2 separate regions of the Sus scrofa genome follow, and region 2 is linked to region 1. A link is a contact called in public HiChIP or PLAC-seq data. All regions are on one chromosome and are shown on one strand. The core of a region is the stretch at or near the end of the contact, and the rest is flanking DNA. Distances in the headings are between cores, read along the strand shown.

Region 1 (4,464 bases), core at 1,945-4,444:
TTATACAAAACAAATTCAAAAGTGGCCAAGACCTAAATGTAAGAGGTAAAACTATAAAACTCTTAGAAGAAAACAGAGGGATAAATCTTCAGGACCTTGGATTAAGAATGATTTCTTAGGAGTTGTGGCTCAGCAGTAACAAATCAGAGTAGTATCCATGAGGATGTAGGTTTGATCCCTGGCCTCGCTCAATGGGTTAAAGGATCTGGCATTGCTGTGGCTCTGGTGTAGGCCGGCAACTACGCCTCCAATTCAATCCCTAGCCTGGGAACTTCCATATGCCATGGGTGTGGCCCTAAAAAAATAAAAAAAGAAAGAATGATTTCTTAATATATGACACTAAAAACATAAGAAAGAAAAACAGATAAATTGGACCTCACCAAAGTAAAAAGCTTTTTTTGTGTTTCAAAGGACATGACAAAGTAAAAAGACAACCTACAGAATGGAAGAAAGTATTTGCAAGTCATACTTTTTTTTTCTGAGGCATATGGAGGTTCTCAGGCTAGGGGTTGAATCGGAGCTGTAGCTGCCAGCCTACACCACAGCCACAGCAACGCAGGATCCAAGCCTTGTCTGTGACCTACACCACAGCTCAGGGCAACGCCAGATCCTTAACCCACTGAGCAAGGCCAGGGATTGAACTTGTGTCCTCATGGATGCTAGTCAGATTCATTTCTGCTGAGCAACGACGGGAACTCCACAAATCACACATTTAATAAGGGTCTAGTATCCATACAATATAAAGAACTCATAACTCTTTGATAAAAAAGATAGCTCAATTTAAAAATGGGCATGGGATTCGAACAGACATTTCTTCAAAGAAGGTGTACAAATGGCCAAAAGTATCTGAAAAGATGCTCAATGTTACTAGCCATCAGGGAAATGCAAATCAAAACCACAATGACATACCGCTTCACAGCCACTATAATTGCTAAAACACAAAGACAATAAGTGTGGTTGAGGATGGAGAAATTACAACCTTTAATACACTGCTCATGGGAAAATTTAATGGGGCAGATGCTTTGGAAATCAGGCAGTTTCTCAAAAAGTTAAACAGAGTTATCACACCACCAGCATTTCTACTCTTAGGTATCTACTCAAGAGAAAACATGTCACAAAAATTTATACACAAATGTTCATAACAGCATTATCTACAGAGGTAAAAAAGTGGAAACAACTCAAGTGTCCTTTAACTGGTGAATGGATAAACAAAATGTATATGTATCCGTAAAATGGAATATTATTTAGCAATTAACAAGAGTGAAGTACCGATTCATGTTATGATGTGGATGGACCTGGAAAACACTATGCTAAGTAAAAGAAGCCAGATACACAAAAGGTCATACAATGCATGATTCTATTTACATGAAATATCCAGAATAGGCAAATGCGTACAGACAGAAAACGGATCAATGGTTGGGGGGGAGGAGTGAGGGATGGAGAATGTTCTGGAATTAGTGGTAATGGGTGTAGCCTTTTGAATATACTAAGAATCATTGAACTGTACGCTTATAAAAGGGTAACATTAAGGTATGAGGATTATACCTCAATTTTTTAAAAACTAGTAAAATTAATAAAAAATATTATCACAATCAGGATATTGCTATTATCCAATTTACAAATCTTATTCAGAGTTCCCTAATTGCTCCTATACTTTCTGTACTCTGTTTCTACAAAGGACTTAACAATTATCATGAAGAATGTACATTACAGTTAAAAAAAAACCAATAAAACCCTATAATTATATATTAGCTTATACACAGAGCTGGAGTCACAACACACAATTCTCATTGTAAAAATTAGTATTATAAAAATTTTCCTTGGTATGTGATTTTACAGAATTCATATCACACTCTGAAAGGATATTTTAACTCAACACAATTCATCTATATTTCATCTTTTTAACAATCCAAATCTCTGGGGTTCTTTTCTGGTTTTTAATCACGAGCCATGTTTATTTAACCTTAACTATGAACTCTTTTACACCTTGCTTTTCCCTTTTGATGTCTCACTTTATATAAGAAGCTTGGATACTGCCTCACAAGTCATCAGAAATATCCCTTTATAAATGATGTGGATGACAGCATCCGATGGACGTCCTACAATTCCCTTAATCATCCACTTATTGCTGGACATTTAGGGTGTTTCCGATTATCTCGCTGCAAACTGCTGCAGTGGGCAACTTAACTCTTGAGAATTTTCTACGGACAAGGGGTGGGGTTAGAGGTTAAAGATTTTGCTCATCTTTCTGGCTCTTTACAATTTTTGGTGCAAGACTCGCACTTCCCTCGCCGCGCTACCCCGTCACTCCGCTGCGTCCAGCCAGGAGCCTCAGCCTCTGCAATGCCAGACCCAGAGGTTGACCCCTCCCCATCACCTGGGGGCCCCGCCCTAACCGCCCCCACCCCAGGACCTGGACCCCCGCCCGGGCTCATCTAGGTTCCCTCCACACCGCCCCTCCGGCCAGCCGACTTCTGCCCGCCGCCGCGCAAGTCCTGACCTTGGCCCGGGAGTGTCCTCACAGATCCGCGGAGAGTGACCCGGGGCGCCGTGTTTTCCCTTCCAGTCCCTTCCAGTCCCCAGCGCTAGGCGACGCATCCAATAGGTGCTGGCAAAATACTCGAAGATTGAAAGAGCACATTGAAGTTGCTGCGCAGTAGATAAGTAGATCTCAGTTTAGTTAGATCCCTGGAAGTTAACGCGGTACCAAATGGTTCGCACCTGGAGCAGGTGTGAGCGCGGTGCGCAAAGGTGAATTGTAAGAGCCACTTCATGCGTTATTTCAAGCAACAATTTACTGAGCATGTACCGTGCGCCAACATCATCCACGGCAGGGAGTAAAAGAGCAATCAAGGACGAATAGAATATAGTGTCTTGGACGACCATTCGGGCTAGGCAGAAAAATCCGGCCGGGAATGGGGCTGAAAGTGAGGTGAGGCTGGCAGGCCTACCGGAGAAAGTGACAAGACATGTAGCATCTCGGAGGTGGGCCTCCTCTCCTGCCAGAGTGCTAGGGCCTCGCCTCTGGGAGTCCGTTTAAACTCGCGCCACCAGGCGGTGAGGCGTGGACGTCTATAAGCGGAGGAGGCCGTAAGGTCCGGAGTTTTAGCCCCGGCTTCTCCCCAGCAGGGACGGGGTTAACGCCCGACGCGGCGGCGGCACGTGCGCATGCGCAGATCGCGGAGTGCGCCTGCGCATAGCGCCGGGCGACGTGGCCAGCCGGAAGTGGCTGGAGCTGAACTGCTACCGGACTGTCGCTGCCAGCTGCAGGGTCCCTCTGTGAGTGCTGTTTCGCGCTCCCGCCGGCACCACCATGCTGAAGAAATTCGACAAGAAGGACGAGGAATCGGGTGAGGGGGGCCAGGCCCGGGGGAGGCCTGACCGCGCAGACTCCCAGCACCCTCCCCACCGGGCCCCCTTTGGGGCCTCTGTCCTGCCCCGAGGCCCAGGGAGGAACAGCGGCTTCTGTGAGGTCCGTCGCGGGTCAGCAACAGGCCTCGGAGAGCCTGAGCATGCTCCATTGCCTTGCACTCGGAAGCTCCAGCCACGATTCTCTGAGTGACCTTGGACGGGTCACTCGCTTCTCTGGGCCTCAGTTTCCCCTTCTGTCCAAGGAGGGGCCGGGTGGGGAAAACAGTGCTTCTCTGAGGGTTCGCTGGGGCTGCGTTAGTGCTGGCTGCACTGGGACGTGGTCTGAGGAGCCAGGCCCTTTTCAGTGCCCTGTCACTGCAGTAGAGCAAGTGACACACTCAGTGCCCAAGTCGGGAATGTTAGATAGGTCACAGACATAGTGGTGGAGACAGATATCAGTCAAATAATCACTTGTATAACTTACAAGCATAACACCTGCTATGAAGAAATTCTAATCACTGGGAGATGGTGGTCCCACCCGTAGTAGGGACCCGGTTAAGTACCAATTGCATAAATGAAAATATGGCACTATGAGAGGCACAGGAGGACTGTGCAGGGCTGCTGGGTGAAGTGGTTTGCAGTGGCAGGAACCCCCTTGCAGGAGAGTGGCAGGATCTATTGGCAGGTTGTGATTGCCATTCTGAGAAGTTGGTACTTCATTGGATGGACAGTGCGACATCTTTCCCTTGATTGCGACTGGGAGAATTTTGAAATTCAGAGTCGCAACCTGTACTCAGTCCTCTCTGTTCTCTGACAATAGGTGGAGGTTCCAACCCATTCCAGCACCTCGAGAAGAGTGCAGTGCTCCAGGAGGCAAGTGTTATTTGCTCCCCTGTCCCTTCCATCATAAATGTCCACACTCAGAGTGATCAAAATACTAACACATTCAAAGTTCTGGTTTAAAGAACAGTAGGGGAAAAAAACCTGTTCTTGGAAAAACAGGGAAACTTTGTTCCTGGAGAGAGTTCATTATGCTTATCTTTTTTTTGTTGTTTGTCTTCATTTCCCCTTCCAGTTATTTTATAAGTATCTGTTAGTCATTAAGTAAGCACA
Region 2 (4,441 bases), core at 1,192-3,691, 55 kb after region 1:
AGCAGTGGAGACTTGAAGAGGGACTGGCTGGCCACTTGCCCAGTGGGGGGGGGGGTCTGCTCTATTACCCCCCCACCCCCAGCCCCCCGGAGTTGTCACAGGCAGGGTAGTGGCTGCCAGGCTTCAGTAAGGGGCACTTGCTGGCCAGAGGCGCTTCTCCAATGGAGAGCCCCTGCCGCTCTCATCTAACCCCAGCCCAGGCTTGCTTAGCCTGGTCTGTACAAATGCACTATTCTAGAACGTTCCCTGGCTTCCCACCTCCACGGCTCCTCCTGTTTTGCAGGGTTGTCTCTTCATAGGAACGTTTAAGAACAGACCTCAGAACTAGTGCCCAATTGGACAAACAACTATTCCATATGCTGGACACAAGGGGGTTTGGGGGCTCTCGGCTGAGGGTCATTCCTGCCAATTTGCCTATAACCCTCGGAGTCCTGTGTGCACTGCAGATTAGCCGACAAGCTCAGGGAGGGCCAGAACCTTGCTCATACCACACATCGGGACTGTGGCGGGTGAGCCAGAGCCAGGCTCCACTGTCCCTGTCACATCAACACGAGGTCTGATTTCTGAGTCACTAAGCTCTGTAAAGGCCCAGCTTGTGGCAACTTTGGGAGAGCTGAGCTGCCCTGCTCCACAGATCCTGCAAAGCCATTGCTCCCCACCCCCCAGGTGGTGGACCCGCCTGCCCATCTATCGAAGTATTGCACCTCCCAGACGCTCCTTTCGGAACCAATCGGCCCGCTCTTCTCCCGGAACCCAGGTCTGAATTTCTGACGCATCGGCGGTGCCGGGGACCTCGGGAACCCATCCATGCAGCCCAAACCCCGCGGCGGCCGCGCCCAACCCCACTCCACTCGAAGAAAACAAGAGCGGTTCAAAGGTTTAAACAATTTATTGTGCCCCAAAAAAGGCGACAGGAGAAAAGAAAGCGCCGCGCGGCCCCGCGCAGAGTGCTTGTCGCGCGCCGGAAGGCGGGGAGGGCATGGGCTGGAAGGGCTGCGCGGCCAACGCGTAAGGCCGGGGCGGGCTGACGCGGCCGGCCATTGGCGCCCGGGGGCTGGTAACCATGGCGACAGGCGTTGCCAAGGGCGAGAGCCAATAGGGGAGTCGCCAGGGCCGTTTCAAAAATCTAGAGCTAACAACAACAACAAAAAAAAAAGCTCTCACGCGGGGGATGGGCGGGCCGGCGCTGGCCCGGGCCCCCAGCAAAACCTACGTGCGCTCTGGGTGGAAAAGCGAGGCCCGAGGCCCCAGGGCTCACTTGCGGCCCTTGGGCACTTTGGGGACGCTGGGCTTGGCCGCCTTCTTCACCTTCTTGCCTCCCGCGGCCGCCGCCTTCTTGGCCTTGTTGCTGCTTTTGTCCTTCTTGGAGGAGGCGCCCTTTTTGTGCGAGCGCTTCTCGGGCTGCGGGCCCTTGGCGGGCTTCTTGTCCGCGCGCCGCGGGGCGGCCGCGCTCGGGGCTGTTTTCTTGGCCTTGTGAGCGGCAGGCGCCGGGGCGGTGGCGGGCGCCGGGGCTCCGCGCCGATCGCCGCCGCCCTCCAGCTTCTTGCGGTTGAGCTTGAAGGAGCCGTTGGCACCGGTGCCCTTCACCTGCAGCAGCGTGTCGTTCTGCACCAACGCCTTGATGGAGTACTTGAGGTAGGTGCGCCCGTTCTGCTGGTCGAACCACGCCACCTTCTTGGCCTCCGCGTAGATCTTGGCCAGCGACGAACCGTTGCGCTCGCCCAGCCGACGGATGGTCTCCACCACTAGCTGGCTGTACTTGCCGGGCTGGTTCTTCTTTTTGCTATTCTTCCTCTTCTTGGAGGGGGACAGCGCTGCCGAGCCGCCGGCCTTGGCCGCCTTCTTGGCCGCCCCCTCGGCGGTCGTCAGTGGTAGGGCCTCCTCGAGCTCCACAGACATGGTGGCGAGCGGGTTGGTGGCGGGCGGGGCGCGGAAGCCCGGAGGCCGCGCCGGGAAAAGAAAGGCAAGGGGCCGCGGGGGCGCCGGGGGGCTGGGGGCGCGCGGCGGCTCCAGGCGGGAGCGGCCGCGGCCGGGCCTGGGGCCGGGCGGCAGGGCTGGGGTGGGGGCCGGGCCGGCCGGAGCGGGGGTCCCGGGTTGGGACCGGGCCGAGAACGGCGCGAAGGCGGCCGGAGCGGGGCGGAAGAAAAAAAGACTGTTAACGGAGCGAAAAAGTCTGCCGAGCGAGCTCTGCTGCCGCCACCGCCGACTCCTCCGCCGGAGCTCGCTGGGCTTGCGCGCTCTGCTCTGGCGGGGAGGGCGCCCCGCTCAGCTTTTATGGCTCCACGGCGGACCACGTTGAGAACAACAACAGCCTGGTCCGGGGCCAGCGCCAACTTGTGCTTCTTGGAGCCCCTTCCCCGGCCGCTGGCTTCTCAAACAACGCCTCCCCCGCGCCGCCGCGCCCGCCGCGGTGCGCCCAGGACAGGGCCCGAGCTCGAGGCGCAGCGGAGAGACGGCTTACGCCCAGGGAGCGCTCGGCAGAGGGGAACTGAGGGGTGAGCCCTAGGCTGCCGGAGCACGAGAGGAGGGGGGCACCCACTTTCAGGGCGAATAGCGCGGGCCCCGCGGCAAGCCCCGCGGTCCAGAGCTCGGCGGACGGCAGCCAAGAGTGCGCCACAGGTCCCCAAGCCCAGACCGCGTCCAGGGGGCCCCGGGCCTGCCTGCTGGACGCGCTTTAATTTGTCCGAACTAACACAGGGCACGCCCTCGCGCGGTCGGCTGGGGCAGTGTGGAGGGAGATGGGACGTCTAGGAGGGCGGTCTCCGCCCGAGTCCTAGGGGAGAACGGATGCAGGCGCCCTCCGTCTGCGCGCCTCCGGTCTTGTTAGGCCTCGGGGGCCTGGGTACGTTGCGGGAAGAAGCGGGGAGGACCGCAGGTGCTTCTCTTGGGACGTAGCTGTCCCGTCCCCCCACCTCCTGGCCGCTGGCGCCGCTGATGCTACAAGTGCCCCATTGTGTGGTGTGTAAGTAGCTTCCACCATTCCCCCTAAAGCCAAATGGCGGCCTCTGGGTGAGCGAGGGGAAGGCTGCGGCCCCCAGAACTGTTCCCGGAGAGGATGGGGGAGGGGAACTGCTCCCGTTCTGGGCCACACCCCTCTCCCTCTTGGGGAACGCAGTTGAGAGCCGGGGTCTCCTCTCTGGGTACCAGGCTAAGTCCTCCGCGCAGGCTTGTGCAAATCTGGTGGTCCTGCCACTGGATCCAGTATTGGGGGTGAGGAGGAAGTGCTGGACCGTCTTTCTCATAGCCAGAGGAGCCTCTACTCGGAGAGCTGAGACCGCAGGGACCAGCTTCCGGAGGAGGGCGGATCCCTCTGGAGTGGTGATTTAGGCCCAAATCTTGGGGCCATGGCAAGGGCGACAATAAACAGTGCACCGAGGCCCGAGCATAGAGTGGATTAGGGCTCTGAGGGTGAGAAGAGCGGGAGGCGGTGAGGTCCAATAAAGGGGAATGCGTTTCCGGCTTCTGGCCCCGCCGGCCCTGCTGAGCGTCATAGCAGTTGCCTGGCTCCCTTTTCCCCTACGAAGGGCTAGGGAATAAGGCCCCAGGAGAGGAGGAAATTGAGGCTAGAAAGGTGAGGCTGGTGGGGGTTTTGAGAGAGTCACAGAAGGGCTTTGCGCCCCCCGGGGAGCAGAGCCTTCACCCTGTAGGAGAGGGAGGATGGATCGCAGCCTAAGTTCCTGCAGGGAAGGCCAAGCCCTCTCCCAGGAAGGAGGACCCCTCAGTGGCTGTCCTGGCAGGGCCTGGAAAATCTGGAGGGCTTGAGATCTCAGCCCAGGTGACAAAAGACCATCTGAATTTCCTAACAGCGAGGGGGGTGGCTCTTTGAGATCTGAGCCCTGGGGGGCACTGGGGAGCAGAGGGAAGATGCATGGTATGTACAGCCTGGGGCCAAGGAGAGAGAAGCAGCAAGATATAGTTGCTGTGCCCCCGGGGGGGTCTGCTCCTAGGAGTGGGCAACAGGTGGACCAAGTTACATAGAGGTGGAGCAGGGATGGGGTTCCAGGTTGGGTCTCTGCAAGATCAAAGGGAGAGTAGAGGATGATGTTCCCGAGGGCACCCGGTATTGAAACCTGTCCTGCCACCCTGGGGGAGCAGGTCGCTGGAAATGTGAATCTGGAGCTGGCCGCAGCAGCAGGCTGGGTGAGGGGGGGAGAAGGTGGACGTGGGAGTGGCAGAAAAGAAGGCTGATCCTTTGGAGACTGAGGAAGAACGGTCAGAGAGGAAGGGGTAGACCAGGCATGGCTGGTGTTGTGGAAGTCGAGGAGGAGAGAGTTTCAAGAAAGAAGGGCTCGTCTGTCACTTGCAGCCCACTCAGAAAGCTGGTTGATCCTCAGGGCAGACTGGCCAGCTTCCAGCTTCTGAGACACTCTGCCTGTCTCACCCAGGGCCCAGGGTTTTACACAAATCTACATTGTTCCAGGATTAAAAAATCGGGCCATTT

What was found. HiChIP or PLAC-seq counts read pairs in DNA pulled down with a chosen protein or histone mark.
Region 2: a contact with region 1 is called in an H3K27ac HiChIP or PLAC-seq map of alveolar macrophages. The contact joins the promoter of LOC100516295 here to the promoter of COPG1 in region 1. A contact is called at or near these places in 8 of 47 Hi-C or Micro-C datasets (alveolar macrophages, embryonic fibroblasts, fibroblasts and 3 more) and 1 of 2 datasets of contacts at active chromatin or transcription factors (alveolar macrophages).

Annotation. Positions count from the first base shown.
Region 1 is chr13:71,703,903-71,708,366 of Sscrofa11.1, forward strand. COPG1 (coatomer subunit gamma-1) reads left to right here and starts at 3,195. Exons shown (of 25, transcript XM_021069417.1): 1 at 3,195-3,350; 2 at 4,172-4,224. The coding sequence starts at 3,314. CNBP (cellular nucleic acid-binding protein) reads right to left here and starts at 3,125. Exons shown (of 5, transcript XM_021069428.1): 1 at 2,501-3,125.
Region 2 is chr13:71,759,594-71,764,034 of Sscrofa11.1, forward strand. LOC100516295 (histone H1x) reads right to left here and starts at 2,442. Exons shown (of 1, transcript XM_003132403.5): 1 at 871-2,442. The coding sequence starts at 1,899. The coding sequence ends at 1,255. LOC110256294 (a long non-coding RNA gene) reads left to right here and starts at 2,691. Exons shown (of 4, transcript XR_002337669.1): 1 at 2,691-2,842.